Linked DNA regions of Sus scrofa: regions 2, 3, 4 and 5 are each linked to region 1. A link is a contact called in public Hi-C and HiChIP or PLAC-seq data. All regions are on one chromosome and are shown on one strand. Each heading gives the region's core, a stretch centred on a gene start, on an enhancer-like site or on the middle of the called end of the contact. The rest is flanking DNA. Distances are from core to core; before and after follow the strand shown. Region 1 overlaps CREG2 (protein CREG2). Region 2 overlaps MAP4K4 (mitogen-activated protein kinase kinase kinase kinase 4). Region 3 overlaps MAP4K4 (mitogen-activated protein kinase kinase kinase kinase 4). Region 4 holds the start of MAP4K4 (mitogen-activated protein kinase kinase kinase kinase 4). Region 5 holds the start of RPL31 (60S ribosomal protein L31).

What was found. Hi-C and Micro-C count contacts between places; a contact is called where the count stands out from the background. HiChIP or PLAC-seq counts read pairs in DNA pulled down with a chosen protein or histone mark.
Region 2: a Hi-C map of alveolar macrophages shows a contact between it and region 1, with 5 times the contacts expected there. The contact joins two enhancer-like sites. A contact is called at or near these places in 18 of 47 Hi-C or Micro-C datasets (alveolar macrophages, blood, brain and 12 more) and 2 of 2 datasets of contacts at active chromatin or transcription factors (alveolar macrophages and skeletal muscle).
Region 3: a contact with region 1 is called in an H3K27ac HiChIP or PLAC-seq map of alveolar macrophages. The contact joins two enhancer-like sites. A contact is called at or near these places in 1 of 47 Hi-C or Micro-C datasets (epiblast stem cells) and 2 of 2 datasets of contacts at active chromatin or transcription factors (alveolar macrophages and skeletal muscle).
Region 4: an H3K27ac HiChIP or PLAC-seq map of alveolar macrophages shows a contact between it and region 1. The contact joins the promoter of MAP4K4 here to the enhancer-like site in region 1. A contact is called at or near these places in 4 of 47 Hi-C or Micro-C datasets (embryonic fibroblasts, fetal skeletal muscle, heart right ventricle and 1 more) and 2 of 2 datasets of contacts at active chromatin or transcription factors (alveolar macrophages and skeletal muscle).
Region 5: an H3K27ac HiChIP or PLAC-seq map of alveolar macrophages shows a contact between it and region 1. The contact joins the promoter of RPL31 here to the enhancer-like site in region 1. A contact is called at or near these places in 2 of 5 promoter capture datasets (fetal liver and liver), 20 of 47 Hi-C or Micro-C datasets (alveolar macrophages, blood, brain and 12 more) and 1 of 2 datasets of contacts at active chromatin or transcription factors (alveolar macrophages).

The regions. Positions count from the first base shown.
Region 1 is chr3:52,977,642-52,982,915 of Sscrofa11.1, forward strand. CREG2 (protein CREG2) reads left to right here. Exons shown (of 4, transcript XM_003124874.4): 4 at 1-379. Among named protein-coding and RNA genes, the nearest start is that of RNF149, 52 kb to the right of the region's middle. Within about 2 kb of position 2,605, at least 11 of the 83 cell types and tissues checked have an H3K27ac peak or open chromatin away from gene starts, as enhancers often do. A contact at or near this core is called in alveolar macrophages, where this site is marked.
Region 2 is chr3:52,537,602-52,542,875 of Sscrofa11.1, forward strand. It overlaps MAP4K4 (mitogen-activated protein kinase kinase kinase kinase 4), which reads right to left. Exons shown (of 29, transcript XM_021087163.1): 6 at 3,749-3,839; 7 at 3,187-3,317; 8 at 1,711-1,765; 9 at 271-349. Among named protein-coding and RNA genes, the nearest start is that of MAP4K4, 110 kb to the right of the region's middle. Within about 2 kb of position 3,175, at least 13 of the 83 cell types and tissues checked have an H3K27ac peak or open chromatin away from gene starts, as enhancers often do. A contact at or near this core is called in alveolar macrophages, where this site is marked.
Region 3 is chr3:52,559,109-52,564,382 of Sscrofa11.1, forward strand. The region is part of intron 3 of MAP4K4 (mitogen-activated protein kinase kinase kinase kinase 4); the gene reads right to left. Among named protein-coding and RNA genes, the nearest start is that of MAP4K4, 88 kb to the right of the region's middle. Within about 2 kb of position 3,248, at least 25 of the 83 cell types and tissues checked have an H3K27ac peak or open chromatin away from gene starts, as enhancers often do. A contact at or near this core is called in alveolar macrophages, where this site is marked.
Region 4 is chr3:52,647,090-52,652,363 of Sscrofa11.1, forward strand. MAP4K4 (mitogen-activated protein kinase kinase kinase kinase 4) reads right to left here and starts at 2,391. Exons shown (of 29, transcript XM_021087163.1): 1 at 2,178-2,391; 2 at 1,753-1,818. The coding sequence starts at 2,234. It overlaps LOC106509759 (a long non-coding RNA gene), which reads left to right and starts at 1,556. Exons shown (of 3, transcript XR_001307587.2): 1 at 1,556-1,839; 2 at 3,074-3,212; 3 at 4,702-4,880.
Region 5 is chr3:53,292,564-53,297,837 of Sscrofa11.1, forward strand. RPL31 (60S ribosomal protein L31) reads right to left here and starts at 2,824. Exons shown (of 5, transcript XM_005662362.3): 1 at 2,719-2,824; 2 at 2,227-2,333. The coding sequence starts at 2,333.

The sequences.
Region 1 (5,274 bases), core at 1,355-3,854:
ATTTCTATAATTTTTCCAGAAACTTGTATCTCATTTTTAATCATTTAACCATCAAATACTGTTCTGAAAATAAAACCTCTCTAGAATAATTGATCGATGCTTATTTGATGGCTCATAACAAGTCAATTGTTAGAAAATTTGAATTGTCGTGAGGTCATGGTTTGTTCTGTGTGCTGCATGTGGGGTGTAAAATCTATTTTCAAAACTAGATAGTCTATTTAACCAAAGACTATTTCATTCCAGATATGATCTCTATGCTTGATTAAATAAATTTATAATATTTATACACAGTCCTCTCATGTACTGTTAGAAGTTGGCATTATTAGATTTCTAAGAAAATAGATGCTATTACAATAAATTGGCAGTTAAATTTCCAAAAGAAAGCAAAGAAGCAGCTGAGTGACTTTCATTGACATGATCTTTTTTTCTCTTTAGGGCCATACCCACGGCCCATGGAAGTTCCTGGGCTAGGAGTCGAATCAGAGCTGCAGCTGCTGGCCTACCCCACAGCTCACGGCAACACCAGATCGTTAACCCACTGAGTGCAGCCACGGATTGAACCTGCCTCCTTATGCATACTAGTTGGGTTCTCAACCTGCTGAGCCACAACGGGAACCCCAACACGGTTTTTTTTTTAAGGGCCCGAGTACAATGCACTTCATTTGCAGCCTGGAAAATGCTGCTGTGTCCACACTTCGGTGTTTCCACTCTTGGAAGCATTTGCCATTCTTAGCATGGTTGTTATTCCTAGAGTTCAGAGCTACCAAAAAACTCCTTTTTGCTGATGAGAAAACATGCCTCGGGGTCCACCTAAGACTGTGGCAAAAGATGGCATGAGAGTGACCAACCCTAAAGTTTCGACAGACCATCCACCAACATTCCGGCTTCTCAGAGATCATCTTGTCTTAGAGACAAGACAGAGAGTGACCCACTGGCTCAGATGAAGGACTGAGGCATCTTTGGATACAGGACTCTCGGTGGTGGCATCAGGAATTCCAGGGCAGGTGTTCCCGTCGTGGGGCAGTGGAAACAAATCCGACTAGGAACCATGAGGTTTCGGGTTCGATCCCTGGCCTCTCTCAGTGGGTTGAGGATCCGGCATTGCCTTGAGCTGTGGTGTAGGTCACAGACACAGCTCAGATCCTGCGTTACTGTGGCTGTGGTGCAGGCCGGCAGCTGTAGCTCCAATTCACCCCCTAGCCTGGGAACCTCCATATGCCACAGTCCCGACCCTAAAAAAACAAAGAAAAAAAATTCCAGGGCAAACCAGGGTGGACTGGCCACCCTACCTCCACTCCTTCCCACGCCCAGGTCTGAACGGCTCATCTCCAGAGCCAGAAGCTGCACTTTGGACATTCAGGCACCCTCACACACACACACCCCACGCCCTCTCTCCTGCTCCAGAGCCCTAAGCAGCTCCTCTGCCATCATCTGTCTCACTTGACCGACACCATGCTGAGATCACAGCAGAGAACATGGCCCATCCCTCAGGAGGCTTATGTTTCCCAAATAATAACTAACCTGGTTTTGAAGCCAGGTTGTCCACTGACGTCTGGGAGATTCTGCTCCATCAAGTCAGCCACTATCCTCAGCACCCCCACTGTTTGCTGTTGGAACCACATGGCAATCCCTGCCCCTGATAAAGTCACCCACCATTTCTGCAGCTGTTTTAAAAACAAAAGAGTAGCTGATATATTGCATTGTGGCAACTAATCCAGGGAGGGAGGGAAGGAAGGATCTGAGGGAGGGGTGGCAGGAGAGGGTAATGCCAGAGAAGCTGGGCATCAGGGGACCCAGTAATGATTGCCTGCAGGGGGCGTTCTTGAGACCTCCAGCTGGAAAGCCGGATCACTGGAAACAAAGTGTGCAGACCAGTGCTCTCCAGAGCACAGCATTGGTGATGGCAAAGACCAGGCTGTGGAGGTGGGCAAGGAGGGTGGGTCACCAGAAGGCAGTGTGTGGGGTGCGTCAGATGCCATGGAGAGTGAGGAGGGGGCAGGAGGACGAGGGGAGGTGGGGGGGCAGCGGGAGGGTCTTGGGGAGTGTCCTGCCATCGTGGCCATCAGCTCTCGCTGAGGTCAACCGAAAGTCATGAGTTTTAAAGGAGCAGAGCTGTTTGGTTTGGCCTTGTTTTACTGGAGGAGTAATGGTGTGTAAAACTCTTAACACAGCCTTTCAAACAGACTGGCGAAGCACAAATCCATTGTTTCTCAGCTTTGTTAATTTGGGAAATTAGTGCCTCATCTGCATCTGTTTCCTCCTGTGTAAAATGGGGGTAATTATAATACAGAGACTAACACACCTCCAGGGCTAAAGAAATGGTAGCAATACGTCTCACTAGTTTCACGTGTATGTTGGTCATGTGCCCATGGGTCGCCTCAGCAAGGCTGTGAGCTACTTGAGGGAGTTGATTTCACACTCGGCAGGTTTGTGGCTCATGGTAGGTGTTCTTTTGATCCTCCTTGGTCTGTGACTCTCCTCTCTAGCCTGTTTGCCCCTCACTGAGGTCTTCCATACTCCTGCCCACTTCCAGATGAGCCACTGACCCTCCCAGAACTTCTGACCAAACTGCCAATCCTGGCAATTCGTCACAGCAACCGCAGCAAAGGACCTTGGCGCCACCTGGTGGCTATGCCTGGGACCTTCACCTTATTCGGACCAGAATAGAGGCGAGAAAGAACCCAGGGTCCAGCCTGGATAGGATGCCAGGCCAGGATGAAAATGCAGCCCGGAGCCACCAGTCGTGGTCAGCGACGTATCCTTGGTCCTCGCACACACACACACTGCGCTCTCTCCTTTGAAAATACAATGTTTTACCGGACATAATGGCAAGACAAACACAAAAATACTTTATATTTTAATAGTGATATTTTAATTATTTTAAAGTATTTATATTTTAGTTATTTATAATTTAATTACAGCAGTTACTGTAATTGAACTCGTCCTATGAGCTAGGTATTTTACATACTTTTTTTGAAAAAAAATCTCATTTAGTTTTTAACGTCCGCTCTGCAAGGAAGAAAAGGCTTCAGTTTTCCACGTGGGACCACAGCAGTCCAGCAGCTCTCAGACCAGCATTCCTGGGATACAGGACCAGGTAGGAAGCCCAGTGGGTGCTAAACCCAGGACCGTCTAAACTCAGCCTCCTCTCCCTCTTCTCAATGCTTGACGGGGTTGGAGGAGAGCTGGGTCAGATCTGTGTAGTTTTCCTTCTCTGTCCTCTGTCCTTGACCCCTGGTGAATGGCCATCCCTGGCGTGGCCTCGGGCTCAGACAGGACCAGCTTCCAGCTGACGCAAGGACTGTAAATCAGTGGAGAATTAACTAAGTGCCCTGTGTTAGCTCTTCACAAACTGTACCTTATTTAGCCCTGGCACCAACCCTGGGAGGTAGGAGAATTCTAATTGCCAAGTGTGATAACCTGACCAGAGTCTCCCAGCTATAAAAAATTAATGAAACTGCAATTAAACTGCAATTAAATGGAATCAGGAGACCAGAAGGGGGCGCTCTCACGCTGTGGGAAGAAAACACCCAAGAGGAAGAAGAAAGGTTCTTCTTTTGTGGCGAAACAACTCAGCCAATGGAATGACTGGGGCTACATGTTTATTATATGCATTTCGACTTCCTCTTCCCAGCTATAAAAGAGTTCTCCTTCGTTGCCAAGCAGGGACTTGCACTTGACTTGCAAGGGTTGCAGACCCCAAAAGGCAATTGTCTCCTGATCCCTAGTAAGTCCTCCCTCCATATCTTTTGCTGGAGAAAATAACGAGGAGCCGCTTTTAGGTTGGCAGTGGCACCCAGACTTCCAGAGGCATGCTCTGGACCACCACCAAACAGGCTTCTTTACGTCTTTCTCAGCATCGAATTTTTGTTTGGATTCAGTAATGTTTCCAAAAAATATATATATAACTCAAATGTGGACTCCAGCCAGGCAGTGGGAGCTTTTGCCACAGTCCCCACCCCCAGACCCACCTTCCTGACCCCCCACTGCCTCTTGGGTCTTTGATACTCACAGCCCTTCCAACACCTCCAGCTGCTAAGTTCCTTCATTTAGCTCCTCCTTTCTTGAAGTATCTGGCTGTTTGATGCCGACTAGCATGACTTTCAACATAACAGAAATGCTTGTGGCAGTGATCGCTTAATTTCTCGTGGAGGAAAAAAGCATTTGTTCTATCCTGACTATGTCTCGCATTTCCCAGGTCATCATATAATATTTTAATAAAACCATGCTCTGGACCTATTGTCCAATCAGGGCCCTCTGCTCACTGCTTACAAAATCAGATTCACAAATGTTAATAGAAAGGCAAGTTGTCTTCACTCAGAATGCAGGCAATCTGGGGAGATGGTAGGCTCAGCGTCCCCAAAAAGCCACCTCTGAGGATTCTGCTTGGCCATGACAGTGAAAGAGGAGGGAAGGGGAAAGGGCACAATTTTTAAAAGGATGACAGAACTATTGTCCCATAAAACTGGTTGGACCCCACTAGGTCCAAGATGGTGGAAGATTCTGCTCCCAGTGGATCCTGAGCCTCATTATTCACTCATTGTAACACATTAGCAGCTGAGGGACATGCCCACAGGTGCCACGACAGTTCTGAGGCCACCCATAAAAGGGTAAAAAGTGAGTGGTAGCCCAATTCCTGGAAACCCCACCCCTCCCTAGAAATAGTTAGAATAATCCTTCCACTCATAGCCCATGAAACTACCCAGCCCATAAAAACACACCACCACATATTTCCAGACCTTCACTTTGTCTCTCTCTCAATAAATCTACTTCTTACCTATCACTTTGCCTCTTGCTGGGTTCCTTCTGCCCTGAGACAAAGAACTTAAACTTCGCTAAGTCCTGGGACCAGGCGTGTGATTTGAATGAAAAGACCAGGGGTTTGAGCCCCCATGTGAGTCTTGGCTGGGCTTGAGTCCCAGCCAGTGTGGTCAAGTCCCAATCTGAGTTGTGCGGTTTCAAAAGCTTTAAAGGGAAAAGGGGAAGTGATCTCAGTTAATTGTGGAGCTAGGGATAAGTGTCATCACCAGTCCCCACCACGGGCAGACTTGTCTGCTTCTTGTCGTCTTCCTCTAGACATTCCCTTGTTCACATAGTTAGGTCAGAAGATTGTTAAAGGAGAAGCTGGGGGTGAGATCTGGACTTACTGTTAATTACTCATCTTTCATTTCTGCTTCTTTGATATACAGAAAGAACCAACAAGTTAGGCAAGGTGTTATGTGACTAAAAGACTTGAAAGATGTGCCTGGGCTGGAGATCTGTAGAGCATGGGAG
Region 2 (5,274 bases), core at 1,925-4,424, 440 kb before region 1:
TCAGTATTAAAGTGGAACCTTCTTCTTTAACCATGTTTGGGTGTTTCATAAGGTCACTTGTCGCTGTTTTATAATTCAACGGCTATTAACCAAAGGAAAAAAAAATTACAAAATAAACCAATACAACTTTTAACTGGTGTCTTACAGCTCTGACTCTTGTGTTCTTTGGGAGTCAGAACGGCCAGACTTTTGCCTTAAGGTAAAACTAAAAGGGAACAACTCTTTTTAAGGGAGAGAACAACCACCACCACAGCAAAGCACACAGCTCACCATTTTTTGGACTTCAGCCGGGGAGGAGGGTTTCTGGGGATGAGGAACAGGGCTCTCATCGGGTGCATGTCGCAGAGAGCTGGGGAGAGGAGATGCAGAGGTCAGTGTCACTCACGTCACCAGGGCTCCGTCATGGCATCGCGTGCTCTGCCCAATGTGTCACCCCTACCCCTTACGTCAGGCAGTCCAGACCCCGAGTCCCCACTGAGACACAGTAGAGGGTGGGGAGGACAAGAGTAAGAACAAATACAACTTCAAGAGGTCCCGGGGCAGTCTGCCTAAACCGAAGGTGAATACTGATCCAAGGTCCTAAAGGGGCTGACTGTCTCTAAAATGACAATGAACATCACTTTATGCTCACAGGGTGACTGTGAGGATTAATGTGGATGCTGCCTGGCAGGGCCCTTGCATAATGCCTGGGACACAGTGAGCACTACGTCCTCCAGAAATGCTCGTTGTTATTGCTAGTGACACCACGAAAGAGCAAAAGGGGGGGGGGGGCACGGGACGCTGCAATTGTTCACGTCTGTGCAATTACATTTGCACTCCGATCACAATGAAGCACCTGAGGTGCACGTGCGCACACAAATATGTCATGACAGGCATTTCTGTGTGTTGATTCACCTTCATGAGGACCTGACAAGACAGCTGGGAAATGGGGGCCAAAGAAAAAGGAAGTACCATTCCCACTGTGAAAGAAAACTGCAACAAAGGGCCAGGCAGCACTTTCTCAGGGGACACAAGGTGACCAAGACAGACAGCCACTGCTGGAGTACAAACTGATCCTCAGCTGTGGGATACACCTTTTTTTCATTCATTCAACAAACACTTCTCAGCAGCAACTATCCATTGGACAGTTATACATTCTCTGTGTACACCTTTTTTTAAAGGGGGGTAGGGGGACCAGCAGAAAAGGCCATATTTCCCTTTGTTCTCCGCAATTCTACCCCATCACTGAATAAAATTCAATTTCATGAAGCTGTCATTGATTTAATCCAAAGCAGAAGCAAAACTTCATAGGTAATCCCCCCAAAAAAAGAAAATCATTCTACAGATAAAAAGTTATCCCTCTATTTACAAAGTCAAAACATAAGTAATAATGAAATTGCCTGTTAGGACCTGTTTCAATAAATATTAAGTTTCAACTGTAAAAAGAAAACTTACTGCCTATTATCTGATGTCAGAATAATTGCAGGTCACATATCTGATTACAACTTAAATAAAACATAATGTAACCGACGAACCTCAGGGAAATCTTCAAAGGGAATAATGCAGGTCAAAAATTCCCTCTACGTCAGAAACTCCACTGGACTTATGATTCCTTCATTTGACCACCCTACCAGGAGCAGCTTTATCCATGAAGCCAGCCTTTTAGAAGACTTGAGACTAGGTTTAAGCTACACAGAACCACTGGGCTAAAAAGGAACACAGGCTACTTACGGGGAGCGCCTTCTGCCATCTCAATGGCCGTGATGCCGCAAGACCACAAGTCACTCTGCAGAACAAAGCAGGACGTTAGGCCACCATCTCAGCTGTGAGGGCACCAACTCACCCCTGCTGATCATACACACCAATAACATAAATGCCTCCTTTGAGGCATAAACCAAAGGGCAGTTCGCCAGGAAATTAAAAGCACAAACATATCTGGAAGAATACCTTCCAAATGAATGAACCAATGATGCAATAAAGGTAAAGCTGATTGTTAACGGGAACCACTGGTATCTGTGATGGAATTGAGAGGGCCCCCATAACAGCTTCTCTCTCCCTGCCCACTGCAGGCTTCACAGTTCAATGCTGCTTCATTTCTTCACAAGTATTCAATGATTTAGACTTCTAGCCCAGATCGATGTTTGTTCTTATGGTTTCTGATAAGATCTCAAACTTAACTAAGAGGTTAAAGGTTTAAAAGTTAGACAGTACTTTTTATGGAAGGTCCACAGCTGAATTAATAAAAGCCACCCTCACGCACTAAATGGACTTGCACGGCTCCCTCCACACAATCTTTCTGTATTAATTTTAAAACCTGAATTTTAACTTTATTTCCTATTCAATGTAAATTCCATGAGGGCAGGCATTTTTGTCTCTTTTATTCACCTTTGTTTCCCCAGAATTATGACTACCATGTGTTAGGCACTCAATATACACTGGATGAGAGATGAAGTTATATCAGCCAATTTGCTAAAATCCAAACAAGATTTTCTAAAATCTAGCTGACAGTTACCCTCATTAGCCTTCTTTGGTTTAGAAGCTATCCTAACAAACAAATTACCTAAAGTTGCTCATTTTAAGAATTTTCCTAAATACACCGGCAAGTGTTAAGATATGAACTTAATTATGAAAATCACTAATAAGTACATCAACCACTCTCATTTAATTAAGGGAAGAGAATTTTTTAAAAGTAGTTTCCATAAACACATTCAACCTGAGTCTGACCAAGAGGGAGTTTACATCAGGATCAAAAGGTGCATTACTGATACCAGTCCCTAGAGGTCACTCTAACAGTTTAAATAGACTTGGGACCAAGACAAAGCTGCAATGCTCTTCAACAACAAAGTTCATACAGATGAAGCCATTGCTTTATACTGACAATATCTTTAAAATAATATCTGATTATAATCTACTCTTCAAGATAAAAAGAAGAGCAAACAGGGCAGAAGCATTTAATTTGCTCTGGACAAAAATTTCTACAAACAGCAGAGTGACCCCCACAGCCTGCCCTGCCATCAAAGCAGCATCTCACTTAGTGACAAAACGGAGGTGATGTAGAATGGACCAAAACAAGCTCAAAATACTGTCCCAGCAGATGTGCCCCGGCAGTTCTCACTGATACAGCACAGGGGGCGGGGACAAAAAGGACACATGCCAAGGCAGAGACCCTCCCCGCCCCCACCCGGAACGGCAGGGCCAGCACCTTACCCTGTAGTCGTAGGTGGCATCAGGGTTCTCGTCACAGGCAATGACCTCGGGGGCCATCCAGTAGGGGGTGCCTATGAACGTGTTCCTCCTCCCCACCGTCCTGTCCAACTGTGCGCTCACGCCAAAGTCCACTGTGGCAGTGAAGGATAGGAAGAGGTGCACAGTGAACACAAGGAGGAAGCAGGTGGAGAAATGTCAGAACAGGGGCCTTGAGAGTAAACCTGTGTAGACACTCGAGCTTTCCCCCACACGGTGAGGAGCCTCCTCTCCAGAGTAGAGCCAGCAAGTCGCTCCACCAGCCTGAAAGTTTCCGGGAAGCCTGGAAACCGCCACCCCCGCCCCCGAACTTCCCAACTGCGATCCCCCAGGAGGGACTTCTGGGTGAGCCAGGAGCATGGGGAAGGGGTCTGGCAGCCGGGCCACTCAGGGAGCCCAGCTCCCACCTCTTGCACAAGACAGAAGCACCTTGTGGGGAGCGCCAGCGTTCTCCGCTAACGCTCACAGCGCGGAGGCTGCTGGCCGGGGGGCATGCACCGGACTACGTGGCGAGCCCATCACCTACCAAGTTTCACCTCTGCGTTCTCCGTCAGCAATACATTCTGGCCCTTGATGTCCCGGTGAATCACGTGATGGATGTGGAGATGTGCCAGTCCCTGAGCAAGAAAGACAGATCTGGATTTGGTTCTTTGTCACTCTGAGTATAAATAACTGAATGCACACACAGGCCAAAAGTCTCTGCGAACCGTCCTGAGAACGTACAATTCAATGTCAGTGCATTTCCAGGAACAATCACCAGTGACGCCCCCAAGCAGAGAGAGGCACCCCCATCCCAGTGAGGCGGGGCCTGGGTGGGGGAGGGGTGACCACTTTCCTGCTGCTCCCTGAAGACTGGCTTTTAGATGACGGTTTGCAACGTCGCTGCTGTAATTTGGGCTATTTGTGTACAGGGTGGTTCCTTTCCCACTCTGCATGCCTGTCTTGCAGTGGGTGATCAGGGGGCCTATATGAACTACATGTGCCCCGGGAGAAAGCCAAAGGGAAGGTGGGCTTTAAAGTCTAGCCCTTGAACCCTGCCTGGTTTTCCCACCAAAGAGCAAAAAAAAAATTGCTAACTAGTGATCCACCCCACGTGTAAAACAATTCTGCCATCAAAAGAGCTTTATATTTAAATAAAGTATCTTTCTTTCCCAAGGATGTAAATCCTACTGGGCATGGAGCACTTTCTGATGCCCCTGTATCTGGAAGGAAGCCCAGAGCATGCCTCTGATGAGAGGTGGTGGGAGTTCGCCTCCAAATATGGCCAGAAAGACAAAAAGCCGTCATTCTCACAACTCATGCACTGGCTCTATCTTTAGCTCGAGAAGCCAAATCTATAGCCTGCCTCCTTCAGATACAAGCAGCCTATTAACTCCAAAATGCCACAGTGCAAAAAAGGGTTGACCAGAAATAAGAGTTTGATTTTTCCAGTTTAATTTTTTGTGGGGTTTTATTGTTATTATTACTTTGAAGGATATGAATTAAACACAATGGCTGCCCTAGAACACTAATTTCCCTAACACGGAGGGTCTCTAAAATCATTTACTATCTGCTTTGAAATAGAACAGAGCCTACCTGATGGCTCAGTGTCCTTTCCCACCTCCCCGGCTGGGTGGTGTCATACCACAAAGCACCGAAAGCACATGGCAGCTCCGTGCTAGAGTGGGAAAGAAAGTCCCCCCATCCAGCATAATGCAGGAGGTGGTGGTGGGGGGGACACACTGCAGCTTCCCTCATTCCTACTGTCTTCCTTCAGTTCACTTTTTATTCTCTTTCACAAACCCCTTTCTTACACTTTTCTAGAATTATCTCAGCAGCAAACATTAAGCAGCCACATCTTCTCAAGTGTGGCCTGCATGTACTCTGCTTCCTTTCGAGGAATTTCTGTCCCGAGGCTACCAAGCCGGGGAGTGGATGCTGCCTGTGTCTGACGGCTCTCACTCCACGTGACCCTGAGCTGTGATCATTGTGAAGGAGGACACGTGCTTCCTGCAAGAAGGACCCAGGAGGATGGGAGTGTGCTCCTCCTTGACAATACGTAAGCCACCACTG
Region 3 (5,274 bases), core at 1,998-4,497, 420 kb before region 1:
GGGGGGGGGGGGGGGGGCCCAGGAGGGAAGGAGAAGACAAGTAATCCAGGGCCAGCATCACCCACACACGTGCCAAGTCACTCCTTGATGGCGTCTCCAGCAAAATACAAACCCGTTGGGTCCATGTTCAAATCAATGTCTCCAGTGAAGACCCTGAAAGGTCACTTGTCAACCCAAACACGGGAACACGAAGAAGGACACCGTGGGGTGGACCTGCCACCTCCCACCTGCAGCACAGACCACCAGGCTTACCATCTGCTGGGACCCAAAACACCAGGGCTGAGAGGTGCTGTCACATTTCCTGATGGCCTTTTAGCCAGAAGCACATCCCCACATGAGTTCACACATGGAACACGGGTGTTCACTCAGCGGGTAGGGGGCCCACTTGTGGACAGAGAGCAGGCAGGACTCAGAGAGGAGGCCTGGTGACAGGAAAGGGTGCAGCTGCCCCCACGCGGAGGGAGGGAGCTGTGCAGGTGTAGAGAGAGCACTGGGCCTGAACAGTTCGCATCACAGGCCAGGGCCCTACACAGCACCCAGCGAGAGCACTCACAGGACACCAGGCCACTTCCACATCCTCAGAGCCCACACTAAGTCACAACACAATGGGACAACTCTGCAGGAGAGGTCAGAAAAGGGCTTCTTTTCCTGCCGGGCTCACTGCAAGTCGGCAGGCTCACATGTGTGGCCATCCGCTAGCTAGCTCGTCGGCACAGCGCTAAGCCTGCAGCTACAGCTGGCCTGTCTGCAGGATCCATTAGATTGATTGGTTTATCTAACCAAGCACAGAAACAGGCTGGGGGAAAGACGGAGATTAAATTTTAAGGGTCTCTAAGGCTTACAATATTGAAAAGGAAAACCTTAAAATCAAAGGGAAGAAAAAGAAATGCCTCAGAGTTAAGAGTCCATAATAAATAAAGGGCTAACTTAGAGCTCTCTACTCAGATCTAAGATCCCCTTAGTGGTTTATTTTACTTAAAACAGTGACATCCTTAATTGAGGGGGTGGATCACAAAATCTTAAAGATAAAATAAGTAACCAATTATGAAGACTTACGTGTTTTTAAATGGCATTATGAATTTTTTCAAATATTATAAAAACAAATGTCAATCCAGGGAAAAGACTTCCTCACAATTACATAATTTTAAATATATGTATATAAAATAGTATGTGTAAATTTATGACATATGACATAAATACAACTAAATGGATACATAGCCATTAAATAGCTATATAAAGAAAGAAACCTGTGGTGGAATCTTCTCTAAAGATTATCTCTAAAACTGTACAGGAGCTGCAGAGAAACACATCTCAGACACGGCAAACCTTTTGAGATCACTGAGTGCCCAGAGTCTTCACTGATGTTTCTGCTGTCTTACCAAAATGACCTTAGGATGAAGAAAATTAGCACACATCCAACAGCACTGGGCTAAGCAATTAACAGGTAAACGGTAAGACAATGACCCTTGAAATTCACCGAAATCTTCAAGTCTGCACAGAAAACCATCTTGGGCTCCTGAATAAGCTGTCTCTTCTCTATCAAGTAAGCACCCTTGGCATGATTCCATTATACACCAAATCACTTCCACAGAGTTGCAGGAGATAAGCACATTCTCAGAGCAGATGTGTCTGCTGTGGGTGCTGCCAAGCACACATGGACACCCCACAGCTGTGCCCATCGATCAGACGTGATGTCACAGGCAGCCTGGAGACAGCCTGGCAGCCAGCACCTCCCTCCAGCACGAAGCAGCAGCTGCTGGAGATGGCACAGTCACAAACCCCGGGACCAAATCACCCGACTGTGCAGGAGGGTGGACTTAAGCACCAACAGAAACACACAGAACCCCAAAGAGGGTAAAACTGTATGTGCATTTCCAACCACGCACACTGCGCCCCAAGCCTCCACCCTCCAGAAGGGAGGAGGGAGGACCTGCTCCCAGGGCGAAGGGTGAGCAGGAAGCTGGCTGGCCCCCAGGACAGGATGGCAGTCAACAGCGGTGCGACAGCGAGATTCTCCATGGGTGGGCGCTTCATGAAAAGTCTTTGCTGCAGACCCCTAACAGCAGGGAAACTGGACGCCAAGGAGCCTGTGAGTTCTCCAAGTTCCTCATTTCTAATCTGGGGAGTTACACAACTGACCTTTTCAAACAACTCCTGCAGTTAGGCAATAAAATTAAATCAGGAAAGAAATATTTAATAGAGCCCAAAACATTAAGAATTAAGAATTGAAGGTCTGTTTTCCCTGGAGCATCACCTCAGCGCCTCTCATCCATCAAAGGAGAAGTGCCTACATCGCGGCCAAGGGCAGTTACATGCCAGGTCCTGGGAGGCCTCCTAGGGAGCCGCTAAACCTGAGGATGCTCTTGAAGACCCACTCTTTGCAACATGTTTGCCAGGAATGGAAGCAAGAAGGGAAACACCAAGATTAAAAAAAAAAATTTGCATTTATAACCCCAAAATTAAAAAAAAAAAAAAAAAAGCTGGTGGGGAGAAAGGATGAAATTGTTAAAAAATAATGTCCATATTTTTTAAAATAGCAATTTAGGATGTAGGTTATACAAAAATTCCTGGGGTTTGTTGTTGTTGTTAATTCGACTATTTGTTTTACTAGAAAAATGTCCTCAATTCATGAAGTGAATCTGCCTGGAGCACGCTCGTCCACAATTACGAAGAGCCCTCCTCACCAGAGATCAAGAATAGCTCCTTCTAGAGCATAATTAATCTTTCTATTCCACCCTAGATCTGAGAACGGTCAGCATTAAAAAGACTAAGTGTTTAGTAACTGTTTAAACGAATGAATTAGTGCAACTCCGTGAACAGCATTTAAAGAAACAAAAACAAAGGCCTGGAAACCGTGGTAGGCATTCACCATTTCCAGTCCCAACAAACTCGAACTGCATCTGCCCAAAACCATTAGGACTATTTCTCATTTCCATTGAGAATAAACGATAGCTTTTCTCGTTTCTTTCTTTTCTAATCCACAAAGCAAAAGGAAAAAATACATACATATTAAAATAAGGCTGTCTCCATTACTATAAAAGGCAATCCATACACATTTGTTTAGCCAAGGCTCAAAACATGTTGGAAATTCTTCTTTAAAACTGCCAGGACATTCTTTAGAAGCAGCACCCATGTGCAGGGCTCTGTCACAAGCCTAGAGAGGCGATGAGAGTCTAAGAGTTAGTTCCCCACTCTGTGTAATCTGGCAGAGAACGACACAAGCATGCAATGACCATGCAGAAACTGCTCTCGAGTCGCCTGTGAATCAACAGGACATAGCTCAGAGAGCAGGATGAAAGCGGTTGCCAAGGACTGGACAGTGTGACCACAAGCAGGGGACAAAGAAGCCACCGGAGGCAGGAGCTTGCAGAAGAAGGACACGACAGAGAGGGCCCTGAGAGAACCTGAGCACAACAACTGGTGGCGGTGGAGGGGGGGGGGGTTGTTGGGGGGGTGTTAAAAGCCTTCAGCAAAAGTCATGGGTTATGAAGAAAAGGAACAAAGAAGCCCTCCTTTGCCTTGTAAAAACTAGATGCTAGACGCTTCACATCTATTACATAACTTTGATTCTAACGAAAGCCCAAGAGGTAGGAACTACTATTCCATTTTACAGATGAGGAAATCCAAGCTTTACTAAATTTAACTCTAAGGCCTCATCTCCCAAAGGATATAAATACTGTCTTGGAGCAAAAGCCAGGACGTGACTATTAAAGAACAGGGCCAACTTTCGCTAAGGCTCGTAAACTATAAATTCACCTTGAAAAATATTTATGGGCCTCAATGATAGGTTCATAGGAAAAAGGAGAAAAAAGGATACATCATTTTAATCAGTTCAGTGACAATTCTAAAAACAAAAGCCAGAAACGAGTACCCCCTCTTTCTAACCACTAGTAATTTTAAAAGACTCCTTTATTTTCTTTCCTAGAGGGATGAAATTCAAGAGTGAAGAGCAGGTCTCACTGCTACTTATTTATGATTAACATAGCACATCTATGGTTATTTTTAATATTTTTATTTCCAAAAAAAATGAGAAAGCTGTAAAACACGATCGCATCCCAAGAGTCCTCTGTTGCAATGATACATTACTATCATTTTCTTGGACACTGAAACCAATACTGTGTACCTATGAGATGTTTTCTCCAAGCGCCCATCAAACACAGAACATCCTGCTCAATGCATCAGACTTGAAAACCTGGAACGTAGCGGGCACTGTGGACCAGTTACCTGTGCTACGTTGGATCCCAAGCATAGGACATGCAGCCATGCTCCCAGGAGAACCAGAGGACATGCAGCATAAGGAAAAAAAGGTGGGGGTGCTGTTCTGGCAGTGAACGACGGAGCTCTGGGCAATGCCCCCATCTCCCTGGTCACCAAGTGTGGCCGTGAGAAAAACATAAAGCGTCTGCAGGACACAGCCAAACCAGCCTCAACCTCCTCCACCTATTTACTTATCAAATAGCCAAGAACACAACAGGAGAACGGACAGATGTTGGAAACGCCTCATCTTAAATGAGAATAAATTCATCCAAAACAGAAACGTGTCTCACTGTCATCACCACCAGCAGAGGTACCTATTTGTGGAGCAGTTGGGCCTTAACCCTAAGTCATCTTCCTGTGATGTTTAGGAAAAGGACAGTGGTGTTCAGAAGGAAGAGGGGTGAGCTCACAGTGGCAAAGCGTGGCTGGAAGTCTCAGCCTGTGGTCTCCTGTCCAGGTGTGATGGGGGTGGCATCTGTCCCCAACTCGGCTGTGAGCTCCAGCAGCTCCTGTGACGTACTCAGGAGCTTGCCTGGCACAAGCCCTTAAAAGCTATCGGTCACTTCAGCCACTCTACACTGTATCACTGAAGGTTAATTCCCTATCTAGGGGACGTTTTTAAAATAAGAAGTATTAGAAATGGTACGAACCTCACTCTGGCTCTTTGTCAAAGGTCCATGTTTACCTGACTGGCACCAGGTGTTCTCAGGGGGCGGACGTTACCCTCTACAAGGTTGAGGGAGCTGCTTAGTACCTTTATCTATAAAGCGTAAAGACACACGTACATGAACAGATCAACTTAGACTAAATTTTTACTGGGATGATCGCAGAAAAAAATCATAGGGGTCTATTTAGGGAGGTGATGGTAAAAATTAGGGTGTGATCTGGGGGGACACTGGGATGATCCTCAAAATCACTGTCATATTTTTTAACTGAAATAAATTAATCGACTTCTAATTGATTTTTTGAGCTTTTCTTCTGGGATTTGTTGTATAACAATACTAATAATAATAAAGA
Region 4 (5,274 bases), core at 1,141-3,640, 330 kb before region 1:
ACCAATGAGGACACATTCAGGTCTCATTCTTTATTCTAACGATTAAAAAAAAAAAAAAAAAAAAAAAAAAAGGACAGTCAGCTTCTAATTTACTTCACCAGCACTCACACCCACCTTGACCCGAGAAGACACAAACAATCCAACTACTGTGTAACCAGGTCAAAACAAGTTCTGGCTAACTCACTTGGAAGACAACACTCAACACTCAGATTAAGCCAGAAAAACTGGGTTAGAAAAAAACTACCGGTGCTTAAACAAACACTGGGGCTCCGGAAAATGTTTTTAAGCCAGTGAGCAGACCACTCGGGGAGTTGCAACACAATCTTTTCCATAATTTTCCAAAGGCTTCCAAATTCAGTTGAGCCCAGCGGGCTGCGTTAACAGGGCTCCCTTTCAAATTCAAAAATCTGGCTGAGGCCCCAACTGTTAACCAACAAAACACATGCTAATTCACTAGAGATCACCTAAGAATACAGACTCAAGTTCAGGCCACAGGCCAGTACACAACCCAGGCCAGTACACAGCCCAGGCCAGGGGAAGCTAGGGCTGGGGAGAGGCCTTGGAGAAGCAGATAAGCCCTATTCACAAAGCAGAAAAGAGACAATAGGATCCACACTTAATTTGGCCTAAGAAAACGGTCTACAGTCAGCTTCCAACCCCCCCACACACACTCCCTCCCCCCCCTGTCCATTTTTAATGAGACAATGACAATTCTTCACAGCCAACCACAAAGCCCTGCTTCATAAGATATTTTTTTTCTGTCCCAATCTTGTACCCAGCTACAACACTCTAACAGGCTACAAAACACCCCCAGTGCAGATAACTTTGAGAAAGCTGTTCAGTAATAAGAAACAAATCAGGACTGGGGAGAATTTCACATTTGTTTCAAATTCTCAAGGCTTCCCCCTCAATTACCTACAGCTAACCCTCATTTCCAGAACAGCAGGGCTAGTCATATCTGGTGTCCAGGAAGTCTTCAGATTTGTTAGTTTCATTTACTGTTGGGGGCAAGTGGGGGGAGGGGGTGCTGTTAGAGAAAGACCTGGGGTGGGTGTGAAATCTGGGCATCCTCTTTGCTCAGAGGCTCTGCCTCTTTTCTGTTTCAATTACACACCTGTCAAACAGGTTATTCCTGGAATTTAGAGTGCATAATCCTCACACTGTAATTCTTCCTGCTCCTATTGCCCAAACACACATCCCTCCTGACTCCCCAAAACATGTACCCGTCAGTAGAATGTATGGTAGTTATGGAGTACTCCCAGGTAACACCACCAAACTCTGCTCCTCATTGAGCGCCTGGCCAGGATTCAAACGAGGAAACACGAAGACGATTCTCAAGGAGGCCAAAGCAGTGGTTTAGGATAATCACAGGCGAGGCCTGCCTATCCAGAATTTTAATTAACACACAAACTCAGAAGGCCAGATTTGGGAGAGACAGGGGGGAAAAAAAAATGTAGATTGATGCAAAAATGCTTTCCCATTTCCTTGAAAAAAAAAAAAGAAAAAGAAAAAAAAAAAAAGGTGCATGCCTAAGAGTGGAGCTTATTTCCTTATCTGAGAGCCAAGAAATGAGGTCTTTTAAGGCCAGTCTGAATATAAACTCTGCTGAAAACAGCGGGACGGCGAGGCCGGACCCCTCTTCCAACTTCGGCTGAGCCTCCGGGCGGCGGCGTGTCCAATCACCCTCCCCGTCGTCCCCGGATCAGAAGTTTCAACCCGTCCCCGGGAAACAAAGGAGGCGCCTGCACCGACCTTATAGACTTGTCCATAGGTGCCATTTCCCACCACTTCCACCAGCTCGAAAATCCCAGCCGGATCCTAAGGAAGAGAGGAGGATGGGTGAGCGTTGGAAAGCAGCACAACAATGAATAAAAGAAGCGGGGCAGCGGGAGAGAAAGGGCGGTGACCGAGGAGGTGGGCTTCGCCCGGCGCGAGGTGGCCGGCAACTGGGGGCCGCGATAGGGGCCCGGGGCGCGCGGGGTCGGGGTCCGGGCGGCGGCGCAGGCGGAGGGTCACGCCCCGGACCCCGCACACGCCGACTCGGGCAGACAAAGGGGCCGCCGCGCCCGCGGATCTGCCCACGGCGGCGCCCGAGCGCCCGGCCGGCCAGGGCGCGGCCCCGCTCCCGGCTCCCAGCGCCCCGCTCCCGGTCCCCCGGCCCCGCGGCGGCCACTCACCCGAAGGGAGGACAGGTCTATGTCCACCAGACTTTTCGCGGGGGAATCGTTCGCCATTTTCCCTTCTCGTCACCCCCAAATCGACCACAATCAATTCGTCTCTGGTGTGTCTCTCGGAGTCGCAGGCCCGGCCGGGTGGCGCGGGCCCGCGGGCGCGGCCGGGGGCGGCAGGCGGGAGCAAGCTCGGGCGCCGGGCGGCGGGCGGCGGCGGCGCTCACTCCATGGCCGGGGCGGCCGGCAGGCCCCCGGGCGTCGCCCGCGCCTCAGGCCCCGGCCCCGCGCCCCGCCGCGCGCCTGCACGAGCGGCCCGGAGCAGGGGCCGCGGCGCCGCCGAGAGTGGAGCCCGGAGCGCGAGGCCGCCAGACAAAGATGACCAGGAGGCGGAGGCGGAGGCGGGCGCGAGGCGGGGGGCGGGGGGCGGTGGCGGCGGGGAGGAGGAGAAACGGGACACCGAAAAGAGATTCTGAGGAGAGCCAACAGCTCCCCCTTTCCTCCTCCGGCAGGAAAAGCGGGCGGAAGCGCGCTCGCGCCTGGAGCCGGGCCGGGGGGGGGGGTCCGCGGCGCGGCGTGAATATTCAACAGGGGTGGGGCCCGGACAAAGGCCGCGCGGGAGCCGGGGTCTCGGGGCGGCGCGGGGGAGGGGGAGCACGCCCTTCCAGCACCCGCGACAAAGGCAAAGCGACCCGGACCCCCGGGCGCAGGGCCGGCCGACTCCTCCCTCCCGGAGCCCCGCCCCGCCGCGCCCGGCTCCGCCGCGATCCCCGCGGAGGAGGGTCCTCCAGGCGCCCTCGCCCCCGCTCTTCCCATCCCCTCCCCCACCCCCGGGTTCTAGTCGCTTAAGACCCTCATTTCCGGTTTCCCTACCTGGTTTCCTTGTCCTTTCTCTCCTTTTCCAGGCTACACCGAGGACCTGGTTAGGTTCGGGATTCACGGAGCATCATTTGTTTTGGCTGCCCGGTCCGGAGACTTTCGCTGGAAACTGAATCTCAAACAGCTCCTCTAATTGCCTTGTGTTGAGTACCTCGCTCAGTAAAGGTGAGCACCGTATTGGGAGCCAGAAGTGTTAACCCAAGTTTAGTGCCTAGAGATCACTGAGGATCCATCAAAGCTGGCTGCTTCCGGCAGCTTTGGCAGCCAGGCAGCAGTTAGGCAGTTTCATCCTATTAAACAAGAATATATGGTCTGCCCAACGGTCATTTGTGTCACATCACTCCACTGACAAAAACTTTCCGTGGCTTCCTATTACCTGCCAGACTGTGAATACAAGTTCTCAAACGTGAGCGCACCTTTGGAAAAACACTGACCGCCGACCCCACCTCCGGAGTCTGCAACGGATCACACTTTGAGAACTGGAGCCGCACTGGATGAAAACCCAAGGCCCTTCCAGAAAGGCTTCACAAACACGACCATCATTATCTACCAGTTCTTGGTTTACATGTAGTATCAATTTAATCTCTCCTTTAGCCCTAGGATGATGTTATCCTCATTTTAGAGAAGAGGAAACTCAAGTACTGAAAGAGAAGGAATTTTTCTAAATTCCTTAAAGGCATTTAAGCCTGGAAGTGGCACGGGGATTCTCACTAGCCTATCCCCAAAATCCAAATCTCTGACTCAGCCAAATTAGTCTTCTACCCAGAATGTTTAGCACTCTCCTGCCTCCCAACAGTTTGGTTTCCAAGATTTTCCACTATTGAGAATTTCTCAACAGGCTAAAATATCTTCAGGGAGTCCTAGAATCCATTGGTTAGGAAAATCGTAGTAGCCAAAGTCTCCCTATGAATTTAGTAGTGCTTTTAAATTATGTTGTTTTTTAATCTACCAACAGCAATGGAATTATCTATGAGTATAAATAATTTACACAGAGTTGGACTGGTGCACATATGACCTTTCAGACCATAGTACTAGTAATAAGATTTTAGGAGTTCCCACTGTGGCACAGTGGGTTAAGTATCCAGCTGCAGCAGCTCCGGTCACTGTGGAGGTGCAGGTTGGATTCTTGGCTCCACTGGGTTAAAGGATCCAGCGGCATTGCCGCAGCTGTAGCTTAGGTCAGAGCTGCAGCTCAGATTCAATCCCTGGCCTGGGAATTTCCATATGCCATGGGTTGGGCTATAAAAATAATAATAATAATTTAGTCGTATTTACTATTAATAATAGGTAACACATATGGGGTCCAAACAATGTGCTAAATCCTTTACATATACTATTTGATTATTCTTCACATTAGTCCCAAATGGTAGATACTCTTACTTTTCCCACTTTACACATTAGGAAACCAGCGTCCAAAGAAATCAATTGACTTGCTTAGTATTCACAGCTGAACCTAATGCAGAAACATACAGGCCCCCCAAGCCAGCCTCTGTCCATGGGTTCAAGACTCAATCCTAACCTCATGACACTGAGGCCCACCTCACACCACGCCCTTTGCCTAACCAAGTTCTCTTCATCACCTCAAGATCAATTCAGAAACCATCTCTTCCTTTTTCTTTTTTTCTTTTCGGTCATGCCCACACGGACATTCCAGGACCAGGAACTGAACCCTCTCCACAGAAGTAACCAGCGCCCCTTCAGTGAAAACACTGGATCCTTAACCCACTGCACCACCAGGGAACTCCAGAAACCATCTCTACAAGCTTTCTCTAAATCTCTCTCCCAAGCTGCTGTTTCCCATATCACCATTGTGATGGTTATTTCCCACTTTCAGTTCAGTACCTTTTCTTAAGTTCTTGCCCCAGTGCAAGGCACTGACTTAGCCACTGCCCAAGATATAGGAAAGATCAGGACAGCCTACCTTCAGACAGCTTATAATCTGCTAATGGGTGTAAGACTGTTTCATAAAAGCTATAGTTAAAGGAAGAACAGGATAAATTTTTTCTAGGGAGTTCCTGTTGTGGCGTTGCCATGAGCTCTAGTGTAGGTCGCAGACGCAACTCAGATCCCAAGTTGCTGTGGCTACCCTGGAAACCTCCATATGCCTCGGGTGGGTATAGCCCTAAAAAGACAAAAATAAATAAATAAATAATTTTTTCTAGATGGAAAGAACACTAAACAGGCCTACTGGAAAGCATGCCAGACTAGGGGCAAAACTAAACGGGGT
Region 5 (5,274 bases), core at 1,574-4,073, 320 kb after region 1:
AAAGCCCATTTTTCACGTGGTTTATATGGGTGACACTCAGATGGTATCAAGTGCTACAGAGAAAAATAAAGCAGTGAAAGGAGAAAGCATTAGGGAAGGGGCTGCAGGTTTAAAAAACCCCAGCAAGATCCAGAGATGACAAGGACAGCTACCAAGCTGTCTGCAAGAAAAACACCAAGGCAGGGGAAAAAGTGAAACTAAAACCAAACTGCTACTCAGACTCAGATACTGCCTGGCCTGGTATGATTAAGAAAGTGGTCAATTCATGAGGAATCACAGCAGGAACATGGCTTTTCTGCCGATAGAGGGTTTGAGAAGAGACCAGGTGTCTGGGTGGAGGGACCAGCGCAGGCAGATTGTGGAAGGCTGAGCCCAGAGGACATGCCCACAGGCCAGTGATTGGGGGGGGGGGGGAGGCCATGGGGCAGTGGGAGGGCCAGGGGTGAAGATGGACCCCAGGGGGCTGGTCTGGGGGAAGGTAAAGCTAGAGATGCCTATTAAACACCCAGGTAATACGTTTCAAAAGCAGCTGGGCATGTGAGGCCCTAAAACTAGTTGTTATTACCAAGTATAGGCAGAAAATGGAGGACCTGAGCCCTGGACTCAACATTAAGAGGATGGGCAGTGAGGAGGGACAGAGCAGACTGAGGAACAGCTAGAGAAGCAAAAGAAAAACAAAACCATGGAATCTTCGGGAAGTAAAATGAACAAAGGACTCTCAGTTGCTGCCAATCAAGTAAGAACTAAAAAAAGACCAAAAGACTGCTCTGCACACATCTTCAGTTAAAGCCTTTGCGGCAAAATGCCCCCAAATCTCATCCACCTGCAATGGCTCAAGCCCACTCTTCCAATTCCCAGTTGTCTGACCTTTAAACCACCGCCCCTTTCACCTGTGACTTACTCACCATCTGGCACTTTCTACCATTTTATAGCTGGATACTTCCCTAACTTCCCCACCAAGGAAACTCGGAAGGCAGGATCTTTGGTTCCCTTGTGAATCCGCAGAGCCCCAGACACAGTTAAGTGCTTAACATGCCCCCCAGTGAACACATTCGTGCCCCAATAACGGGGTGGGAGGAGAGAATGTGGTTACAAGCTGCAGTAATGCACAAAAAGGGCACCGTTGACCCAGAAACCCCCAGAGACCTCAGGCTTCACACATGGCCAACGCTTGGCTGGAAACGCCAGGGCTAAGAGACAGTGCCACACATTTAAATCCCTTTCGAAAATCAGTTGTCCTGAGATGAGAATGCCCAGACAAGTTGCTCCCCAGACTGGTGCCTGAGTATTTTGCAGCACCACCCTGGCTCTTAAAAACACTCCAAATAACAGCACTCGATGGATTTGGTCTGTTATTACTAGTCAGCACCGTGTGCATAAAAGGGGGAACACGCACAAAGCTCAAGAACTAAAAACGAATCCGACTAGCATCCATGAAGAGGCAGGTTCGATCCCTGGGCCCGCTCAGTGGGTTAAGGATCCAGCGTTGCCAAGAGCTGTGCTGTAGGTTGCAGGCCAGGCTCGGATCCTGCGTTGCTGTGGCTGTGGTATAGGCTGGTGGCTACAGCTCTGATTGGACCCCTAGCCTGGGAACTTCCACATGCCGGGTGCGGCCCTAAAAAGACAAAATAAAAATAAACAAAGAACTATAAAAACCACACCCCAGGGAGGAAAATCAAGAACTACGACATTCACAGTCATTCCCAACGTCCTTGTATATCACATATGCAGCCAGCGTCTTCTCCACAAACCACTGCCCGCTAACTTCAGAACACTTTCTTCTCTGGCCTCTCCAGAACTTCCACATCCAGCACCACAACTGGACCAATATTACTTAGTACTTAGCTGTGTGGGTGGGAGAACTAAAATTACCCCATTGCAATGTTCGGACTCTGGGCCGGACCTGGCGTTTTTAGTTACCTGGTTGACTTTACTGGACTCTGGAGACAGTGAAAAGGTCTACTCATCCTCACACACACGTCTCACCCCTAGACCTGCCGGGTTTAATTCGATCAACACAGCAAGAAGTAGCATCGATTTACCACCGCATCTCCCCAAGTAGGCTTCCCAGAACCCTTATTTAGGCGTTAACCTCCATTTCGCTTTAAACCCTACAAACAGCCTTCGATAAGGTCTATGCAGTAAAGACTTGGGCTCTTGAAGAAACGGTTCATTTCTAGACCCCGCGCGGTCAGAAGACACTGGCCGAACGCAGGCATTACTCACACGCCATGGATGCGCTTGTGAATGTTGATCGTGTACTCCCTGGTTACCACCTCGTTGATGGCGGACCGGCCCTTCTTCTTCTCGCCACCCTTCTTTGCGGGAGCCATCTAGACCCAGGCGACAAGGAGGCTCAGAGTGAGTGGGACAAACCCAAGCCAAGTCCTTCCTCCCGGCCTGGCCTCGGGACGCTTCCAGGGGCAGAGAGTCCGGCCAGGTCCCTGAAGGCCCACGTCTGGGAAAAGCCCGGCGGGCCACGGCACGTCTGCGCCCTTAGACGCCCCCGCCCCCGGAACCCCCTGCAGCCCCGGCTCTCCTAAGCCGGCCACTCTCCCTCACAGGCTCCGGGAGCCCTTAAACGCAACGCAGACTCCCGTGCCCCTGGAACGCGGAGGCCCAGGTCGGCTCAGGAGAGAGCCCCCTGTTTCATTCGACACAATCCCAGGCGAGGATGGCGCCGGATTCCTCAAGCTGGGAGCCAGCACCCATACTCACTTTCCCCGGCCCTGGTTGGAAAGGAAGAGCGCAAGGGTTTGTGGGAGAAGGAAAGCGGCGTCGCAAGTACAATTTCCGGGTCACCTGGAAGGGTGGGCGGGGGGAGAGGCTGTGACGTCCACGGCGCGCGCCGCAAGAAATGCAAGCTTGTCTCGAGGGCGGGGCCTGAGCGGGGCCTGAGCGGGCCGCGGCCGCGCGCTCGAACGTCGCCCTCTCTGCGTCGTTTCCTACCGCCGCGTTCCAGCTGCCTGCGCACTAACAAGGGCTTTTAGAGGATGCCGGAACCTAGGCCCCCAGGAGGAGCGGACCGAGGCGAGGCGAGAAGATGCTTTTCTGGTTTTCCCACTCTCTCAGCGATCGGCCAGGCTAGCGTTGCCTGAACCTGTACGCCAGGCTGGTGGCCCTGGAGATGCTCCCGTCGAGCAGGGCGGGCTCGCGAACCGGCGTCCTCGCAGCCCGGTACCCGGGAGCCTCACGCGGAGGCTGCTGTGCAGCCGCGGGCCGTGGGTGAGGGTGGCTGGGCTAGGAGTGAGGAGGAGGCCGAGGAAAGGTTTGCACAATAAGTATTTTTAAATTAAAATTGACAGTTTATAATTGGCTATATGAAATGTCAGTTTTGGAAGCACCGTTAGTAGAGTAGTTGACAAATCACCTTGGAAAGGAGTAAAATACTGTATACGACTTTTACATCGAAGAAATCAGTGTGATTTCATGACCTTAAAGCAGTATTTGTTTTCAGCTCTATCACACGCAAATGGCCCCATAATAGCAATAGCACTTTTCCCCAACACCTGGAAATGAAAAGAGAGAAATCTGACTTTGGAAATGAAAAGTGAGGAATCTGACGCCAGCACGTCTGGTGTGAGTTGACCGCGTAGCCACGTCCCAGATCCCCATGCCAAACCGATGGGTTGACAACTCTGGACCTTAAGTTGGTCAGAAATTGCATTCTTTTGTTGCAGGCAGCGTGGGTATGGTAAGGTCCTTAAACCTAGGGAGGTGTAAAATTTTATTTGCTGAGTTAACTGGAGCCCTCGAAATGTATGTTAAAACTGGACCATTGAGAAGGCGTGAGAATGATCATGGAATAAAATACAAGACAAAGTTAAATCTGTGATATTCACACCTTGCAGCCAGTTCTGATGTAAAGATAATCAATTTTGTTATATTTTGTGGGTCCTTTTTAGAACTCTTAAATCTGTATCAGACTTGAGATTTGAATTAAATTCTTACGAGTGTTTCTATCTGTAATCTCTTTTCATAATTGGGGAAATTTTTTTTTGTAAATTCCTAAATATCGACTCATCTGTTGTTTAGGTAGTATGTGATTAATATGGGAAATGTTGACAGTGTAATGGTTAAAAGAATGCTAATTGATACCTTTTTAAGATCAATAAATTGGACATTACATGACTTACAGTTAGTGGTGATATCTTTCCAGGTACAAAATTCCCTCTGACAAAAATGAATTTACCAGCGTGGAGGATAAAGATTTTCAGTTTGTGTCGATGTGTGGGTCATGGCACCACTGAAAAAAATGGGGACATTGGGAGAGGGCAGTTGGTTTTAAAGGATATTGAGTCATCTACTGAATTAAATTCAGGAACTTTTAAGTGTATAAACATTGGAGTATACATTTTAAGGCATGCATTACTTTAGTGAATATGCTAACAGGTTACCCTGCTTCTCCCATAACTGGACATTGTCTGGTTAGGCAAAAATCCTAAGGAGATTTTCTTGTAGTGTTTCTAATGAGCTTTTATTTTTCCCAAGAAACTAAAGCTTTTCCACAGATACCATAGGCTGGATATTTCAGCTATTGAATCAACCATGTTATGCTAAGAGAAGTGAAGTATACTGTGGTTTGTCTTGGTCATATGCATTGTATAAAGTTCAATGTATGAAGTGCCTTGTATGTGTCCAAAAAAAGCTACATATGGCATTTCTCTAGGGGATCTAAATTAGTTATATCTCTAGGTTATTGATGGCTGACTTTAAAACTGTCAGGCTTCACATCAAGTGAGGAGAGAAACTGAAGCAATTTTGTACCCAGCACCCACATTTTACCAGATAATTTGGCAAGAGTACAAAATGTCATGGCTTAGAACAGTATCATAGTTGACAAGTACACCATGTTGACTATATAAACAAAAATTTCAGATTAATTGAATGGATGTTAATTGCCATTAGAGACAGAAGATACTACATTTTAGCTGAGTTAGTTTAAAATATTCTAAGACTTGGTGTATTCCAGAGTTCACGTTTCAGTCACTTGTTAGCTAAGCCTTTATAGTTTTCCAAATAGAAAGGTTATGGCTTTTCAGGAACCAGGACAGGGTTGCAAAATACTCTTTTAGTTAGCAAAGTTAAATGAAAAATTTAGGGATTAAACTTCTGATGTTCTGTGGGTTTAAAGAAATATTACCCAACAGGAGTTTCTGAGTTTATCCAGACTCTGAACATGTCAGATTTAAGCAGCATTAAATTAAATTAGCGGCACGACCTACTCCACCTTCTGCTAATGGATTCCAGCTAGATAATCCTAGGACACAAATA